2 separate regions of the Rattus norvegicus genome follow, and region 1 is linked to region 2. A link is a contact called in public Hi-C data. All regions are on one chromosome and are shown on one strand. Each heading gives the region's core, a stretch centred on a gene start, on an enhancer-like site or on the middle of the called end of the contact. The rest is flanking DNA. Distances are from core to core; before and after follow the strand shown. Region 1 holds the start of Gadd45g (growth arrest and DNA-damage-inducible, gamma). Region 2 overlaps LOC120097809 (a long non-coding RNA gene).

What was found. Hi-C and Micro-C count contacts between places; a contact is called where the count stands out from the background.
Region 1: a Hi-C map of liver shows a contact between it and region 2, with 4 times the contacts expected there. The contact joins the promoter of Gadd45g here to the enhancer-like site in region 2. A contact is called at or near these places in 8 of 12 Hi-C or Micro-C datasets (the A7r5 cell line, frontal cortex, kidney and 3 more) and 1 of 1 datasets of contacts at active chromatin or transcription factors (oligodendrocytes).

Annotation. Positions count from the first base shown.
Region 1 is chr17:13,526,723-13,533,847 of GRCr8, forward strand. It overlaps Gadd45g (growth arrest and DNA-damage-inducible, gamma), which reads right to left and starts at 3,629. Exons shown (of 4, transcript NM_001077640.2): 1 at 3,489-3,629; 2 at 2,906-3,007; 3 at 2,590-2,803; 4 at 1,884-2,485. The coding sequence starts at 3,541. The coding sequence ends at 2,375.
Region 2 is chr17:13,390,618-13,397,177 of GRCr8, forward strand. It overlaps LOC120097809 (a long non-coding RNA gene), which reads right to left. Exons shown (of 3, transcript XR_005495575.2): 2 at 6,104-6,560; 3 at 1-5,072. Among named protein-coding and RNA genes, the nearest start is that of Gadd45g, 140 kb to the right of the region's middle. Within about 2 kb of position 2,369, at least 2 of the 93 cell types and tissues checked have an H3K27ac peak or open chromatin away from gene starts, as enhancers often do. A contact at or near this core is called in liver, where this site is marked.

The DNA of each region.
Region 1 (7,125 bases), core at 2,379-4,878, 140 kb after region 2:
GATTTATCCATGCACATTCACCGATGGTCACTGTAAGCATGGAAGGAAGTGTTTGCAAACTCCATGCATTTGAAGGATGGCAAAGTGTTGTGTGTGTTGTAGAGAACTTGCCTGGGTTTTATCCTCAACACTGCACAAAATGGGGTGTGGTGGCCCACGCTCGCGCATAATCCAGCACTTCGGAGCTGAAGGCAGCCGGAACAGTGGTTCGAGGTTATCCTTAACTGCATGCTGAGTTTGAGGCCAGGACCTAAATAACTGCACACCATATAATTTATTTTATGCCCTCTTGGTTAGTTCATGATAATAATATTAACATACATATATGAAAAAAATTCAGCACAAATTCGGGCCACAATCATCCCCTCCCAGCCACTAGTGGTCCAACCCTGCATTCCTACTCCCCGCCCCCACCCTACCCTCACCCCCTCCTGGAAATTCTTGTCTCCTAAAACTCTAACAGGTGGTGGCAAAGTAAGGGCCAATCAGAGAAAGCCAAGTTTCCTACCGACTGCCAACTCAAGGTCCTACCAGGGTCTGCCAGCCTGTAATGTTCTGTTGAACACTTATGGCAAAAAGTTATTTCTTTTTACCAGCATACAGATCTACTCCCCCACTGCAAGACTCCCCCCTAAAGAAAAAAAATTAATGGCCAAGTGAAGCAGTGATGCTATTTGGGGCACGACTGTGGCTGCATTCTTTCACTGGAGATGGTTTGGAGGAAAAAAAAAAAGGCATTTTTCCTTACAGGAAATGTGGTCGCACTCCTGCAGTTTTCCTGTTGCCTTGTACAGGCTTCCAGAATGCGCTGTGGCGGTTTTTTTTTTTTTTTTTTTTAAAGTGTCACTCAACCGGCAAACCAGCCTCCCTAAGCACTGCTGGTAAATCAGCCCAATGGCCTTCTTAGAAAAACAGCACCCCACCCCTCCCTTCCCCGAAGGCTCGAGCTCTGCCCGGCAGCAGAGCTGACAGCCAGAAAGCCCCACGTGGGCTTCCCCCCATCCGTCAGCACAGCCTGGAATGAGCAGTGAAAGCCAGAAGCACTAAGCTACAGAAAAAGTCCTCTCTCTGGGACGTTTCCCCCAGATCCTTCTCAAAAGATAATCTTGGCTCCCAAGCGTTTGTCCTCTGACTTTAAAAGGAATTGCGGGTAGCAGCAGTCCTCCCTGATGTGGGCAGAAGCACTGAGAATAGGAACTAGCAGATGCCCGCCCCACTCAGACTGGCTCACTCCTATTTATATAGACAGTGCCTTCCAACTTCTGCTAAGATACTGTAGCTTCCATCACGGCTGTGACAAAATGATGATTCATACTTAAAACGCACTCACTGGTGTCATATTTTATATTAATACCTTAGTAGCGTAGCTTTGTCAGAACAATTAAAAGGAGAAAGTTCCTGAAAGCTAGAGCTACCCGCCCCCATCCACCATCCACAGCCACCACACCAAGGGCAGAGTTGCAGAAGGCAAGCTCATTGTATTGGAAGGCACAGGGCCTCCAGCAAGCTGTTCAGATAAGCAGCTGTCCAGGCAAAGGTGGGGGAGGGGGGCGGAGTGGGGGAGGGGGGGCGCTGGAGGCAGAAGTCACAGTTATCGGATTGGATTGCAAGCCTTGAGCTCCTGCACCAGGATGCCTTATCAAGTATGCTCCTGTCTTGCAAATTTGAAATCTTCCTGAAAGGTTCAAACAGTATTCCCCTTTACTACTCGCCAGCATTCCCTCCCCCTACTGCCAGCCCCAGGAGGCTGTTTCTTGCCCAAGACAGAAAGAGAGGTGGTCACGGGTGTCCCAAGCTCCATCAACTACCAGAAACACCCTTGACCGCCTCCCTCACCCCTCCCGAGATAAGAATCCCCGACCCTCAATAAGAAGCATAAGTTTGTTTCAATAAGTTTATTGTGAAATTCAAAGCTTCCACGATAGCGTCCTTTAGAAAATGAAAGCATTGCCCGGGATCCGTTTTTGAAAGAGCAGTGCAGTCTGCTAAGTCCGGCTCGCTCCTGCAGTGGCCTCTCCTGCAGCTGTACCAAGTCCAGGCGGCCTCCTGCCTTGCCTTTCCCCTCCTTTCACTGAAGGCTGCTTGCTGAGTCACACCTGCCTCGCTGGTCGGTTCTTCCCGGCCCTGGGGCCAACGTCCTTGCCAGGCCTTCGTGTGCTAGCAGCCTCTCCGGACACTGGCAGAGTCCTGGGCTCGGAACAAGATGTCCCCGCTGCCGCCAGACCCCCTTCTTGGGAGGCCGCGCTCCTCGCTCTCCAGGCAACATCGCCTGCCAGTCTCCATGCGCACTCGAGCGCCCTCGGAGGGCCACTCCAGAGCCAGCAGCGCGCTAGAGTGTCACCAAGTCGATCAGACCAAGGTCCCTGCCAGGCTGTCACTCGGGAAGGGTGATGCTGGGCACCCAGTCGTTGAAGCTGCGGCTCTCCTCGCAGAACAAACTGAGCTTCTCCAAGGCAGGGTCCTTCCATGTGTCTTCATTAGGGTTCTGGATTTAAAAAAAGAAAAGAAATACAGGGGTCAGCCATGCCTATCGTTGGCCAGGACAGGTTGGGGGACTGGCGTGGAGAGGTAGTGAGTGGGAGCGCTCACCGAAATGAGGATGCAATGCAAGTCTCCCGGCGCGCCCCCCTCGTCGTCGGCGCCCACGATCGCCGCCAGCCTCTGCACGTCTCCCACGCGCACGATGTCAATGTCGTTCTCGCAGCAGAACGCCTGGATCAACGTAAAATGGATCTGCAGGGCTATGTCGCCCTCATCTTCTTCGTCGGCAGCCAGCACGCAAAAGGTCACATTGTCAGGGTCCCTGCAGAGCAGATGGGAAGCACAAGGTCAGAGTCGATGCCACCCCCAGGTCTCCCCACCGCGCCAACCCTAATCCCTGCACGCGGGGCCTTTCTACACTCACACATTCAGGACTTTGGCGGACTCGTAGACGCCAGCGGTCAGACAGCCCTGGCGCTGCGCCGACAGCAGAAGTTCGTGCAATGCTTTCCCGGCGCCCTGCATCCTGTGAAAGAACAAGCGCCGTGAGTGGGGGACCAGCACGGGGACGCGACAGAGAGATCCCTGCCCTGACCTCCAAGTCCCAGCTGGCCCCTTAGCCTAGACCTGCCTGGCGCCAGCATTCCTGCCTCCCAACTCCAACCTGGCGCCCACACACCCGGATCCCCAGTCCCGACCTGGCGCCCACACCTCTGGCACCCTAGTCATGATCTGGCGCCCTCATTCCCCATCACCCAGTCTCGACCTGGCGCCTGTAACTCCCGGTTCCCTACTTCTGATCTGGTACCCGTATCCCAGGCTCCCCAACAACGACCAGGTGCCGGCACCCCAAACTCTAGCTCTAGACACGAATCGAATGTAATAATCCTGGTCCCGCGCCTCTGCACCTCGCAGCCAGACAGTGCATGGCTCCCACCCTGCAAACTTCTATCCTGGAGGACCCCGAGAGATCGCTACCCGACAACTCTCTGTACCCCCAAACCCACCTGGCTGTGCTTTCCGGAACTGTATCCTGGCCACGGACTTCTTCCAGAGTCATTGTGCGATCCACGAACAGCAAGTTATCCAAAAGTGAAGAGTGCAGAGGGAACCCGAGCGCAAGTAAAGATTCCCAAAGACGATCCGCGCCCACCACCAGCGAGTGCGCCAGGCTCGGCAGGGAGAGTCCTTTTATAGACCGGCTCCGCGCGCCGCCGCCAGCTGGCGGGAGGCTGCGCTCCCATTGGCCAGCGCCCGCTTTCTGATGCAAATGAGGCGGCAGGCCTGCGGCTCGTGCCAGAAGGCCACGTGGGGAGGGGTGCGGGGGATGACACAGCCTCAAATCTGCCGCTTTTGTCAGGGTGTTACCAGGCAGACTGGAGCCTGCAGATTTCACCTCGCCTTTCTTTTTTGTAAGTCCTTAAAAGGAAAAAGTTAAAAAAATAGCACGTTGTTTGCTAATACGATACTGGAATTTGTAGAATGCACACTTGGAAAATGTAAACGCCTTTTTTGTTTGTTTGCACTTTTTGGTTTTTTTTTTTTTTTGCGACCTTTCTAATTTTTTCTTTTTTTTTTTTTTCAACTTGAAGTTTACGGGACTGTTGCACCGAAACCGAAACTTAAAAGTCAAAGGTTTGCAACTGCAACTGACTTTAGGCCTAGACTGCCACTAAGGACTCAGGACTTAGCGCCTTTCGGGGTCACGGCTGCAAGGTCTAAGCTCTCCCGCCCCCCATCCCCCACCCCTACCCGGAGCAGATCGCTGTGGGGCGCGGGCAGCAGGGACTAGCAGATTGCTGCCGGCACACGCGGCTCGTTTGCATTTCTATACGGGGCACACAAAAGAGGAGGTCTGGCGTGTGGCAGTTCACAGTGAGGACAATCGACGCTTTCTCTTTCATAGCAACACTGTCCACCTGCCGCCGGTGGGGTGGGCAGAGCCCCCCTCGCGCGCGGGGGTCGCGGGGTTGCACGGCGCGTGAGGGTCGGAGCCGCGTGCCGCTCCCCCGCCCCTGGGTGCGCACCTCTTAGGCTTATGCTGGCTGCTGGGATTCTGATACACGCGTGCCAAGCTCGGGAGAGAGCTGTACACACAGGGATACTGCACCCCAAACCCAGAGGTTCCGGGGTGACTTGGAAGCTCGGCGCACGCTGTTCCTCAATGCTTTTCCCAGGGCGCCGCCTACAGGCCGACCTAGAAAAATCCAGATCTTCCTATCCTCCCACCACATACTGCCTCGCGTTGACCTCCCAGGGCCGAGGTACCCCAGGCACCGAGAACCCTGTGCTATTATGCGCATCAATTAGAATCAGTATAGCTCCTGCGCCCCTGGCCTGGAGACCGAAAGGAGCCTGCCGCCCGGGACCAAGAATCCGTTTGTCTAATGAGATTTTTGAAATATTTCAACTACTTAAAAATGTTTTTTCAAAAGTTCTTTTCTGATGATATAATAGAATTCGAAGCGATCTTGGGAGATTTCTGAACTTATCGTTTGCCCCGTGAGACCTGCACACCAGGCTTCCAGACTGTTCACCCGCAGATCACGACACTGTGGGCGTCTGCATCTCTCTGTACTACACAGAAAAGTGTGCTAGGGGACTTCTGGAGATTCTTTTGAGTGAAGCCTGGGGAGGCTGGATAGGGCAAAGGGCGTTCATGAAGCTTGCCAGATGCAAAAATCACACACACACACACACACACACACACACACACACACACACACACACACACACACAGAGAGAGAGAGAGAGAGACAGAGACAGAGACAGAGACAGAGACAGAGACGGAGACAGGCAGAGAGAGACACAGAAAATTCCTTTTTACTGGAGTGTTCTCTAGGTGGGTGGTGAATATATACATTCAGTGTTAATTTTTGAACTCCTTAAAGGACGTTTTCCTGCTGCTCGGTGAAGCTGCGCGTTTGCCAACGCCAAAGGCTAGGCCTGGGGCCGGCGTCTTGCGCCTCCCAGAGGCTGCATTGAGAACTGCAGAGGTCCGTCCTGTGGTTCAGTGAAAGCACGAATTTGATTTGCAAGGTCTCTCAATTTCTCAAAACCCCTTCCTAATAAAACACATTTTAAGTGATGGAAACTTAAATTGTTGCTCTTTTCAAAGTTTTATTACTTCTTAACTCTCATTGGTTTCAGATGCCATGGAAACGTCGGAAATACTAATCCATTTGATATCTTAGCACCCAGCCGCCGCTGCCACTTACAGCTAGAAAAGAGTTCACTTGCCGGGTTGCAGGAAACGCCTCCCCCCACCCCTCACCCCATCCTCCGGCCTGTCCCCCGCAGGAAGGCCGGTACAGGTTAGCGCAGGCTTAAGTACTAGCATTTCCAGACCCCGCCCCCAGCCAGTCTGGGCCAGAAGGGATGATTGACAAGCCCTGAAGCTAGTCTACTCTGCTGGCATTTTCAAAGTATTCGATTACAGGAAACCCTCCTCTCCGCCATAAGATAGGGCCTTACACAGCTTTACCTAGCCAAGTTCTAGTGGCCCCAAAGTCCCCATCTCAATTAGGATAGAAAGGTTAGGACCAGGCCGGACACCACAGGCAATATTTCTAAACCCCACACTTTCCGGTGGCTACACTCTTACTACATCCCTAAACCTTAATAGTGCAGGGGACAGTGAGTCTATTAAAAGGGAAGTTTCACATATGCTCCACTTTTGAAACCCTTCGGGGGTGGGGCTATATCTCCGTAGGTAGATACTTATAGAGTGTGCATGAGGACCAGCTTTATAACCCACGCATAGTAAGTAATACACACCTGGATATCACCAGCCTGGTACACCTTAGGCCCCCATCTCAAAATTGAATTAAAATAAATGCATGGGAACACCTAGAATCCTAGCTACTTGGAAGGCTGAGCCGGGAGGACTCCTGAGTCCAAGAGTTAATGGTTAGCCTGGACAAACCAGAGAGGCGGTCCCCATTCCCAGCCAATTCTCTCAGTGAACTTCCCGATGACTGTCTGCTGGGAGGGGTCCTAGTGGAAGCTTGGTTTATTTGGAGGAAGATGGAGGTGGGCCCCAGGGCAATAATGTCATTGAGGTCTTCCCTCCCTCCTGCATCTGAAGTGTGCACAGAGGATGACTTTAAAGAGCAGGCATATGCCTCTAGCCACCCAAGCCAGCACCCAAGCCAGCAGAACCAAAGCCGCAAGACCAGAGCACGCCGAGGAACCCGACCCCAGTGCAGGTGGCTGTCTTAGGAAAAGCCAAAGTCGGCAGCTTTCACTGAAGGCCTCTGGCCTTCTCTCGGTTAGTTAACCTTATCGATGCTTTTAAAAACAGGCCATGTCTTTGGTTGTTTCCAGAAGAGTGTTCCCCCAAGATCAGCTAATGATAAAACAGTAGAACCGTGACCTATGTGACCTATGACCACGGTAAATGTTTTAAGAAGGAATAACATCTTTATGCAAGACCTAGACCCCAGCAGTGGCAGCAAACCCATCGGCCCTTTCCACCCCAGCCCCTTCCTCAGAGCCACACGCCCGCCCCCTTCCCGGGGTGAAATACTGAACTACAGGTGGGGGCATTTCACTGGACAGCTGAGGCAGGAAACAGGAAACAAAAAGAAAAGGCTTTCTCGGCAAGCCGGACGTCCGTGGTGAGAGCTCTCTGGAAGGTGCGAT
Region 2 (6,560 bases), core at 1,119-3,618:
GCCCGCCTGTTTATAAAGTAACTGCCGTACTCTCATTGTTTATGCCTGAGCATTAAGTAGCTACTCAGAATTCACTGGGTAAATGAGGCCTGAGATCTTATGGATGGATGTTGATGATAATTTACAAACAGAAAAATAGGCCTTCTGACTACAAATGGAGTTTTCATACATGGGAGTAATAACAGTCTGGCCCCTGACCCTCACTGCTGAGGAGATTTGTCTAAGACTAAGAAACAGAAGCTTGTAACATCAGCTCCTAGAAGCAAGCTGAGGAGGTGAATGGCCCTCTAAGGTAAGTTCTTTAACAGCCTCAGTTCCACAGAGTTGTGGAATGTTGTCCTCTGGGCACAGCGTAGCGGTCACTATCAGAACAGCTCTTGGTACCCTCAGGAGACCCTCATGGGATCAGACCCATTGGTAGTCCCTAACATCAGGGGAATGGAGAAGGTGATTAGATTGAGAGCTGATATTCCAGCCACTCACCCCTGCAGCCTCCTTCCAGCTGTGTGTAATTCTGCCCCGGCTGCACATGGTTTGGGAAGGTTCGAGAGCTTGTAGAGGGTGAAGGCTTAACTGAAGGAAGGTTCTAGTTAAGTAGCTATGAGGAAGCCATCACCCATGCCAGGGTAGAACTTTTGGATGAAGAAATGTTCAGAGGTCTCCGTATTCCTGTAAATAACCCCTCACCCGAGCTCCTAGAAGTAACCTAAATAAGTCCAGCAGTTCAACAACCTGGGTGTGGATGTCGTTCTTCCCCCCACACCCCCATCTGGGTTGAATAAACATTTGTTCAAGTGTCTGTAGAAATAGTTACCACAGTACACGTCTAGAATGTCAAGGCAAGGGGCTGGTGCAGGAAGCACAACACCTGCTTCCTGCACTGTCAAAGTCCACAGATCTCACGGGTCTTAGATGATGTATCAAAAGGCTGACCCCAAACCCAAGCACACACCTTAGTGTGTAAATGGCGAGTGTCCGCACATCAAAGCCATGGTCCAAAAAGAGCTAAAACATGCCCTTTCTAAGAAGCTGTCTTCCCCACAAAACAAATGTTTTTTCTTACGTAAGACTTCCATTCAAAGAGTCACTTGAGGACGTTGGCCAGCTGTTTGCCAAGACCAAGCCGTGTGGTCTGAGGCTGGGGTTCCTCTGCACCTCCATATTCCTAGACATGGGGTTTGGGGTGCTTAGAACAAACACAAAAACTCGCTTGCACAGTTCTGTGGTGATGAAACCAGTCAGATGTGTAAGGCATGTTGCAGAAACACCCGGGCATGCATTCATGACAGCATCCCCAAGCTAGGAGTTCGGCTCAGTCAGCAGAGGACCCAGAGACAAATGCACATCGTGTTTGGTTTGTTGCCTGTTGGCAGAGAGCTGGGGAGGAAGAGCATCGGATGAGCGTGGTGACTCGCCAGCTCCATAGAGACAGGTTAGGTGAGGACTGCAACGGGACCAGCTGTCTCTAAACATTTCCGTGAGCCCTGGAGCCGGTGTCACCAAGGAGACACGTTTGATCTTAAAAAGACATAAGAGAGTCATCGAGGGTCTAGGGAAGTGAACCATCTGCTGGGCAAGTGTGAAGACCGGAACTGATGTCCCTAGAACCTTCACACAAGTAGATGCGGCAACACAGATGTCTGGGACTCCAGTGCTGGGGGAATGGAGCCGGCGACCTCTGAAGCTCGGTGGCCAGCTGGTATTGCAGAATCTGTGGGTGTCGGGTGCACTGACAGAACCTGTCTCAGAACACGTGTGTGTAGAGACAGCAAGGTGGCTGACTCAGTAGGTTAAAGTCTAATGACCTGAGTTCAGTCTCCAGAACCCACGTGGTAAGAGAAAACTGAAATCCCCTGCATGTCCTGGTACACACACACACACACACACACACACACACACACACACACACACACGCACACATATCTGTGGCCATCATACCTGCACCAGCCGAGGGGACCCCAGCACCTAAATACATGTTTGCTGCTTGAGGCACTGGGCAGAAGCAGGGCCCAGGACCTATGGGGAGCCTCAGACAGATATTGATATTGATGAATATAGATATAGGGCCTGTGGAAGAAAATCCAGTCACAAGCCTGACCACAGACACCAAAGCCACTAGCAAAGGGCACTTCAGAGATCTTAATTGGAGAACAAAGTGGAGCACGGTGTGGCCCTTACGGTTCCGGAACTGGTGGCATTGTGTACTCTCCCATACTTGCCCCTGCAGACAATTACTTTTGTTTTGGGAGCCTTAAGAAAACTGGGCTAGAAAGAAACCAAACACTCATTAATCTTGGTCTAGCATGATGCAAAAATCAATACATACCACAAGATTACCCAACTCTGGATCAGCCATCAGCCTCAGGGCCTGGTAGTTACTGTCTTTCTGATAGCTGTGAGAAAGTGGCTGTCAACAGCCTGTCCCTGGCACCCACTCCTTCACACAGCCCTCCAGTCACTCAGCCATGTCCTCTTGCTTTTGAACCCATGAGCAACCTCCAGATAGCTCCCCATACCTCAGACACAGTGGCCCAAAAAACCATCTTAAACCGTCAGCCCATTTCTCCAGAAACCTAGCTAGCTCTTTAGATTCATTGCATGCGCTGCCCAGTTCTTTTATCAACTTGAGATAGCTGGAGTCGCTTAGAAGAGGGTACCTCCATTGAGAATATGTTCCCACCAGATTGATCTATGGGCTAGCCTGTGGTACATTTTCTTATGATTGATAGGAAAGGGCCCAGCTCAGTGTAGGTGCGCAATCCTGGGCTAGAGGTGCTAGGTGCTGTAAGAAAGCAGGCAGAGAAAGTCAAGGGGAAAGAAACCAGTGTCACTCCTCCATGATCTCTGCCTCCAAGTTCCTGCCCTGACATCCCTTAAGGATGCCCTAGGAGTATAAGCTAAATAAACCCTTTCTTCCCCAAGTTGCTTTCGGTCGCAATGTTTTATCAGAGCAATAGAAACCCTGAAGACAGAAATCACTCCCAGAGAGTGTGTCAAGCCTGCCCGTGTCTATTCAGAAGGATTGAGGCCATATAATACCTCCCACTCTGAGGAACTGATATGATCTCTCTCACTAAGGAGAGAGAGAGAGAGAGAGAGAGAGAGAGAGAGAGAGAGAGAGAGAGTATTTTACGGTAATTGTCTGGTCAAGAGACCGGCTCCTGCAGAAGTGGGGAAAGGGCAGACAGCTCTGGGTCTCTCTTTGAGTATCATGATAACCTTCACTGCAGAAAGGGTAAACAGTAATTGAGTTGCTGCTGTGTAAACAGGGTGCTGTGATTTGTCTTATTTGGAGATGATTTCCTCTCGGTATCGAGCCGTCTTTGGCTACTCAAGTGAAGAAAGAGAAGCAGGAAAAGCGGTGACTGTTAGCACAAACAAGGGATGCTGCTTCTGTAGGGAACATGTCACTCAGAGAGGCTGCAAACGGCAGGTATAGGGAGCCAAGAATTTAGAGGGGTGTGTGTGTGTGTGTGTGTGTGTGTGTATGTGTATGTGTATGTGTATGTGTGTGTATGGTGTGTATGTGTGTGTATATGTGTGTGTATGTATGTGTCTATGTGTGTGTGTGTGTAGGTGTGTGTGTAGGTGTATGTGTATGTATATCTATGTATGTATATATGTATGTGTGTATGGTGCGTGTGTGTATGTGTATGTGCCTATGTGTATGTATGTATATCTATGTATCTGTATATGTGTGTGTATGGTATGTGTGTATGTGTGTGTATACGTGTGTATATATGTTTGTGTGTGTCTATGTATATACGTGTATATATATGTGTGTCTATGTGTGTGTGTGTATGTGTGTGTATGTATATCTATGTATGAGTATATGTGTGTGTATGGTGTGTGTGTGTATGTGTGTATGTGTATATGTATGTGTGTGTATGTGGGGGGTGTGTATGTGTGTGTATGTGTGTGTATACCTGTGTATATATGTGTGTGTGTGTCTATGTGTATGTGTGAGAGAGAGAGAGAGAGAGAGAGAGAGAGAGAGATCTGAGGCATAATTCCTCAGGACACTGTCTTCCTTGGTTTTTGAGACAGGGTTTCTCACAGGCCTGTAGCCTGTGGTTGGCCTGTCTCTCTCCCCGGGCAGGGATTACAAGTACAGCATACCACCATACCGAGGTTTCTTGTTTTTACATGGATCCTCAGGATCCAAGAGAGGTCCTTGTGCTTGCAAGGCAAGTCCTTTCTCCATCATCCTTGGCCCAAGAACTTGGATTCTGAGAACAGACATTAGCCCCAGATGGAAATTGTCCAGAATCTATCTATCAGGAGTACACCTGAGCCCAGGACATGCTGCAAAGCAACTAAGTTCCAGAAAGGACCTCAAGGCCCAAAGCACCCTAATGGGCCTCTTGACTCTCCTGTAGCTGCCAGTGGTGTCATGCAAATGAAGAGTGAGCCTTCAGATCAGAGCTGGGGGACAGGGCTGTGTCTGGGATCCTCCTGTGAGTCTCTTCCCACTGACACTTGAAGCTTGGCTTACAATTGCCAGCATTTAACTCTGAAAACTGTTGCCTTTGCCCCTGTCTTAGCTAGGGTTTCTATTGCTGTGATAAAACACCACAGTCAAAAGCCACGCAGGAAGGAAAGAGTTGTTCACCTTACGGCTTAGCACTGAGAGAAGACGAGGTAGGAACCTGGAGGCAGGAGCCGAAGCAGAGGCCGTAGGAAAATGCTGCTTGCTCCTCATGCCTTGTTCAGCCTGCTTTCTTATACACCCAGGACTGCTTGCCCACAATGGGTGTTGGCCCAGCCACATTATCACTAATCAATAAATCACTAATCAAAGCAAGCTGGCGGGGCATTTTTTCAACTGATGTTCTCATTTCTAAAAAGACTCTAGCCTGTGTCAAACTGACATAAAATCTAACCAGCAGAGTCTTCTTTCTGCTTCTTTTTATTTTTTATTTTTCCCTTATTTACCTTTTTTTGGGTAAATTACCAGGTTTCCATGAGCAGCAACCAACCTCGGCGCTTCAATCGGGGTCAAGTTGGCAAGATGGTTCAGTTGGTAAAGCGCCTGCCTTGTGAACATGGGGGTCTGAGTTCCACCCCAGAACCTATTAAAAAAAAATAGAAAGAAGGCTTTAATATAGGGGACTTGGGGTCATTGCATGAAGAGCATCTGGTGAGCCTGGGTGGGAGAGACACTCCTTGGGTGGGTTGAGTACATTGTCCTCAACTAAACCAGGTGCATCCTACTACAAACCTACTTGAATAAAATGCCTCCTGTGTGTGCTCCACACAATGACATCTGTCCTTCAAACCCTTAACGTACCGCAGAAGAATACTTTCCAGTGTCCTTAACCGTCAGATGGGGCCATGTGAATATTCAGAGAAGTGGAGTGTAGGCGTTTCGTGACCCTGGAGAACACAGCAGCCCCACTCCAACACAGCCAGCCTTCTACAGAGCAGGCTGCAGGGTTCCAGGGGTGCTGCAGGGTTCCAGGGACTCTGATTTACACCTTTGATGCTCCCCCAAACTCTGAGTTGGTCAGTCAAGGCACCAGGGAAAGAGGGGGGAAAAATGAAGATTTCCTGAGGGGGAGGGGACTGGAAATGGAATCGTTCTATGCTGCAGGTGTGGGCCCACCAGACAAAGGACATCACTGAAGACCTTCAAATCCCATGGCCAATTCTTACAGCTTATCCAGCGACTAAAGAACGAGGTATAGTGCAGTAATACACCTCATTCTCCAGTGACCTCAGGGACAAGAGAAAGAACAGTCTTAGCGGTGCTCAGAAATTTGAAGAGAATGGTCCCGTTCTGCACTCACTTCACCCCGAGAGACAAGATGCAGACCACAGACAGGTCCCAGGATCGCCTGTCTCTCTGTCTGAGCCTGTCCTGAGGCTCTGTCCCCATGGAACCCAGCTCAGGGAAGGTGTGGAACTAAACCTGTTGTCATTGGCAAACTTCCACCAACCAGCCACACTCACTGTCCTCTCCTCACCCCAGCCCAGCCCTCCTGACTTTTATATTATAGATTGGTCTGAAGTCACACACGTGCATGAACACACACACACACACACACACAACACACACACAACACACACACAACACACACACATATACACCACACACACTTACCACACGCATGCACGCACTTGTTGATCCAGTAGAACAGGAGGGAGGCACAGCTGCTGCTCTGGTTACTGAATCTCTCTGGATAAGGAAATGCCGGAGAGCCATAAAACCAACAGGAACTGTCTTTACAAATGTCTTGGACAACTGTGGATAAGCCATTATAATTTCCGGGGCTGCTTCCACCGATACCTTTCTCACTCACTCTCTGTGAAGGAAGTCACACACAGGGGTCGGGGTAGGGGGAAAGGGTATTTTTACTGAGATTTTAAAATAGAACAAAATAATCACAGCTTTACATTCTACATGCAACATGAATTTTTTTTAATTGTTAGTCACAATTCAACCTAGGCCATAGCTAAAAAGCTGCTTAATCATTCTCTTCTGACTCCACAAGTACAGAGTTTCCCAGGGCCTGACAGGATCCCCTTGAACACAGGTCTCAGTAGGGGTAGCCAAGTCT